Linked DNA regions of Gadus morhua: region 1 is linked to region 2. The links are chromatin contacts, called in public Hi-C maps. All regions are on one chromosome and are shown on one strand. Each heading gives the region's core, a stretch centred on a gene start, on an enhancer-like site or on the middle of the called end of the contact. The rest is flanking DNA. Distances are from core to core; before and after follow the strand shown. Region 1 holds the start of efl1 (elongation factor like GTPase 1). Region 2 holds the start of tmc3 (transmembrane channel like 3).

What was found. A called contact is a pair of places that touch in the nucleus more often than the background predicts.
Region 1: a Hi-C map of blood shows a contact between it and region 2, with 5 times the contacts expected there. The contact joins the promoter of efl1 here to the promoter of tmc3 in region 2. A contact is called at or near these places in 4 of 6 Hi-C or Micro-C datasets (blood, gill, gonad and 1 more).

Annotation. Positions count from the first base shown.
Region 1 is chr14:6,823,440-6,826,192 of gadMor3.0, forward strand. efl1 (elongation factor like GTPase 1) reads right to left here and starts at 1,301. Exons shown (of 24, transcript XM_030376928.1): 1 at 1,283-1,301; 2 at 868-968; 3 at 673-740; 4 at 437-521; 5 at 46-179. The coding sequence starts at 958. saxo2 (stabilizer of axonemal microtubules 2) reads left to right here and starts at 1,466. Exons shown (of 8, transcript XM_030377084.1): 1 at 1,466-1,582; 2 at 1,952-2,137; 3 at 2,646-2,753. The coding sequence starts at 1,548.
Region 2 is chr14:6,650,810-6,653,642 of gadMor3.0, forward strand. It overlaps tmc3 (transmembrane channel like 3), which reads right to left and starts at 1,488. Exons shown (of 22, transcript XM_030376312.1): 1 at 1,118-1,488; 2 at 79-225. The coding sequence starts at 1,233.

The sequences.
Region 1 (2,753 bases), core at 51-2,550, 170 kb after region 2:
CTGTGAATTGTTTGCTGTTTGACGGCCCACGGCAGCAACTCCTACCTGTGGACAGACTCCCTCCACTGCATCCACGATGACGATGGCTCCATCACACAGACGCACGGCAGTGGACACCTCCGAGGAGAAGTCCACATGACCGGGTGAGTCGATTAGGTTCAACAAGTACTCCTTCTCGCCTGGTGAGAGCATGCACACACAACAGCAGATAATGGGAAAACATTCAAAATAGTACGTTTCAAATTCTAAGCTACCAATATTTACATGTTGGATCTCTAAAAAGTTCACAATGATGAGACACAATCTTTTTACAGTAGATAGTAGTTTAGTTTTATTTCATCATTACTTTATAATTCCTTTGTGGTTTGAATGTGCAGATAAAATAAAGTCCTCTACCAATAGCATTAGTCACAGGCATACCATGGTGCATACTCACCAAACGCATAGTGCAGAGATATGGCACTGGATTTCATGGTTATTCCTCTGAGCTGTTCATCTTCCCTGCTGTCTAGGTACCTCAACTGTAAACACAAAAACAACTTTAGGAGCAATAGAAATAGACAGATAGCCAGACAGAGACAAAAATAGCAGAAGAGGAACATGTTTTTTGGGGGGGTTATAATGAGTTTGCTATTTAAGAAATTCTAACAATAAGTGCCATTTAGAACATACCTTCCCAGCAAGGCGACTTGATATAATGCCGTTGCTGGCCACCAAGCAATCAGCTAGGGTGGTTTTACCTGTAGATATTCAACACGTTTTTAGGTGTTCAATAGGTTTTATTAAGGTGACAGTTACATAAAATTCACTACAAAATAACGTTACAACTTTCCATTCCTATAGTCACACATTAGACAGTATACTCACCATGGTCAACATGTGCCAGAATACAGAGGTTTCTGATGTTAGCAGGATTTTTCTGTAGGGCAATGATCTTGTCGAGGCCTTTGTGGCCCATGATTACATACCTAAACAGATCATTTATCATGTCAAAAACAATAATGTCATTACTTGGATAGTGTAAATGTACCTGTTTTTCGACTTGCAATAGGCTGAATAGAAAACTTATGCAAATTCTACGGTTGTCTTAATTCAAACAACGTGTATTCCGATACTAAATACGTCCAATAATAATAGTAATACAACAGAGAGTTGCCTTGTGTGTACATTTTGACAGGTAACCTACGCAGAGGCTACAGATAACACTAGCTTAGCTCGCTAAAGAGCACCACTTCATGAATAACATGCTACTGTACCAACCAAAACGTATCTCCACACATACGTTTTCAAGTACCCAAACAAAACGTATAGACAAACTCTCTCATGTCATCAGAATAAACACATTCTATTGGCAAACATGTGGACAAGTTTCGACTCACGTTGCTTCCCCGGAAGTTCAGTACACAGTGCTCGACCCTCAAACTACGCCCCTTGGCTGATGCGTCATGACGTTACGTCGGGATCAGGACGCTAGCCGGTTGCTAGGACACCAGCTGCCTCCAAGGCAACGGAATTGTTGAGCACAAGTTCACGGGCTGTTGGGGAAAATGAAGAAGTGTGTTTGTGAGCTCTGTAACTGTGGGTATGTACTTCTATTATATATACATACATAATACTCTGTAGTTGACTGTGATGACACACTCCCATGTAGTTAAAAGGTCAATGTCACTTTCTGAAGGTAAGCCGGTGTGTCAATAATTGTTGCCATTCAAACGTAAACTCCCCAAAGCCAAGTTAACCTGAAGGGACTTTTATTAGGATTTAGTAAGAAATAATTGTAAATATAGAAAAATATGTATAATTGAATTAGTCTGTCTTTGCTGCATTTGGCCTCAACCTGGCCAGAGTAGATACCCTCCTACTTAATGTTACATGACAACCATCCTCTTGCCAGTCAAATATAAACCCATAGGCATAATGGCTTAATTGACTTTTCTATGCTCCCCTGTAGACGGCACCGTTGCCCACACAAGCCCACATCTCTCTATGGCAAAGGGAACACAACAACATGTGATCTGACAGAGTACTCGGAGCGGTTCCCAGTGTACACGGGTCTGTACAACCCTCCCAACAGCATGAAACCCAAGCCAGAGATAGACACAGATAAGAAGAGAATGGACGGCACTACGACGTTCAAGTAAGTGTTAGGTCAGGTCTGCTATTAGCAGAAGCCCTGGTCTTGGCCTGAGATTGTGAAACCTGAGACCTGAGTTCACCTGTAATATATTGTCCTGCTTCCTTTCACCCGTCAAGGGCTCTCTCTCTCTCTCTCTCTCTCTCTCTCTCTCTCTCGCTCGCTCGCTCGCTCGCTCGCTCTCTCTCTCTCTCTCTCTCTCTCTCTCTCTCTCTCTCTCTCTCTCTCTCTCTCTCTCTCTCTCTCTCTCTCTCTCTCTCTCTCTCTCTCTCTCTCTCTCTCTCTCTCTCGCTCGCCTTCATTGCATCAAATATAAATATTATATAAATAATAAATAAATAATAAATAATAGACCAAAGACAATTGAGGTAACAAGACTTTAAGTAAACTAACATTAATGCTAGGGGCTCGAATCAAACTTCATTAATATTCCACTGGATACATTCTTTCAACAGGAAGCCATGTTTGTGTGAGTCCTCACTGTTCTCTCTGTCTCTCTGTTAAAACAAAGGACAGACTTCATTGCCCATGAGGTCACGCGTCGACAGGGACGCCAGCCTGCTGAGTACAGGCCTAACCCAGAGAAGATTGACCTTGGAACCACCTACAACAAGGACTT
Region 2 (2,833 bases), core at 238-2,737:
TCAGAGAAAAGGTCATTAAGATTAAGAACAAACAAATTGATGAATGAAGAAAGACGTGTGTATTATCATGATGTGTACTTGAGCACTTTGAGCTTGCGTCTCATTGGCCAGGGCCGGGTGCGGATGTTGGCGATGATCTCCTTCTGGTACTGGATGTTCTGGAACATCTCCTCCGGGTCGTTACTGTCCACGCGCCCATCCTCTTTGTCCTCGTCGTCCGAAGAGCTACATGATAGGCAAGGATACGCACACACACACACACACACACACACACACACACACACACACACACACACACACACACACACACACACACACACACACACACACACACACACACACACACACACCGGAAACCACTGCATTTCTTACAGTGTTTTCGCAGTACATTTTACAACTAAAGTGCCGCATTGTTAGTTAAACATTGCCCGGTTCGCGTCTCGTCTCTCAGATCAACGTGAGGATTAAATGTCAGTGTAATGGTGTTTTCAATTGATTCGTCGACCTGTGATGGAAGGCTGGCTACAGGCTTCGGCGCAGAACAGATGTATGTAATCTGTCTGACGGGTATACATTCTGGTGGACAAGGATTATTTTTTTCAAATTGTTGTTTACAATTCTGTAACTCAATGTTGAGCATTCAAATTACATTCACTCATGAATCACAACATTTCGTTAGTTAAAATGGTTTAATGGCAATGCAAACATTGAGGTTTTAATTTGTTCAAAAGCAGTTTTGAAAAAAAATATGTGGTCTAATAGATATATTAAATCGAAATAAATATCTGAAAATAAAAATAACTTGAGCATAACTTGAACTATATGTGGTAATCTTGAGAACAGCAGTTTGGAAACAGGTTACAAAAACCTACAGAGTGATGAGTGTAGGCGATGTGGCCAAATAACATTGGGCAAACACTTTTCTCCCGAACAATTTAGCACTTTATAAACGTGCATTGTTTAGCCATTTTTTCCAAAGATGTCCACAGGTAGACTATTGACATTGGGATTTGAACCCAAATCCTAGCTTAAGCACCAGTCTATGCCACCCTACTTAAGTTAAACACAGGCACTCACTCTTTCATTCACTCACTCACTCACTCACTCACTCACTCACCCGTGCTGTTGGTCCTGGTAGTGGGAGTAGATCCTCCTGGAGTTCTTCCTCACACTCTTGTGTCTCCTGGCGGTGGCCCTACCGATCGTCGCCACTGGCTGGGACCCCCCGCTCATCCTGAGATCCCCTCAAAGTCTGTGTGTGTGTTCACTGTCTCACCATCTCTATCCACTGTTCCATTTAGTTGCCCTGTTGCTAGTGTGAGTGTGCGTCTCTGTGTGTGTGTTTGTGTGTTAGTGTATGTGTGTGAGCTTCCCTCTCCCTCTACCGGCAAACTAACTGGTCTGACAGAGGGTACAGTGAGTGTGTCTTCAGGAAAAAGTGGGGTGTGGGTGTTTGAGGGTGTGTGTGTGTGTGTGTACCTGCTGCTGGCTCATTGGTGCATCCCCACACATCACAGCGGTACTGGATGGGACGCACGCCTGCTTCACTCCAATCACAGCCTGACCGACCTCTTAAAGGCACAGCCCCAGGGAGCCCCGAGGACTGGCAATCTGCTGCAGGCGTCCACACACACACACACACACACACACACACACACACACACACACACACACACACACACACACACACACACACACACACACACACACACACACACACACACAGACAAACACACACACACACACGTACGCACACACACATACACCACACATGTACGCGCACACACACACACACACACATACACGTACGCGCACACACACACACACACAAACACACAAAAGTATACGCACACACACACGTACGCGCACACACACACACACACACACAAAAACACACACACACACACACACACACACACACACACACACACACACACATGTACCCGCAAGCACACACATGCACACACACACACACACACACAAAAACACACGCACGCATACACACACACACACATACACACGCACACACACACTAACACACACACACAAAATCTTTTTTCTGAATTTGGATAATTAAATCATGACTTTAACAGGAACGGTCAGGTCATATTATATTTTATTCTGATATTTTATTGTGAATTCTATTTACTTTCGGATTCACAGACTCTACAAATATCTACAAACCTCGCCACCAACAACGGATCATATTGTCATACAGATTTGACAATATGATCCGCGGTGGTGCACATAGTGCACGACCAAACTCCATCAAGAAAATACAATAACCTCCAGGTTTTATCGGGACAAGGCATCATATTTAACAAAGTTTATTGAACAACACCTGCATTGTGCACTTTTATGTGTTCAACCTTAGGGTGTGATGAAAAATACATCCCATCAAACGTAAAAAAGAAGCTTCCGTTGGCAGGGGGACGCGTGTCTTTCCTGGACTGCAGAGGAAGTACAGCCCATAATATGATAATGTACCATATGTTCTGTTCTGGGGACTGGCTCTAGGCAGGACATGACCATACCAGAGGAATAATTACAGCTGAACGACCGGCAGACATCAGGATGTGTAAACTAAGGTCTGCTGGAGCAGACCAGAGGATGGTCAGAGAACAGAGGTCTTTAAACTACAAGGAATATTGGAGGAGCTGTTCTTTGTTACCATATCATCACTGACAGAAGCAGTTCTGTGTGTAAAATAATTACACACAAATGAATGAAAGCATGAATAGATTAGAGTAGACAACAGTCTCAACAAATACATTTTAAGGACTATAGTCCTTAAAAAGGACTATAGTCCTTTTTAAATCCAATGCCAAAAATG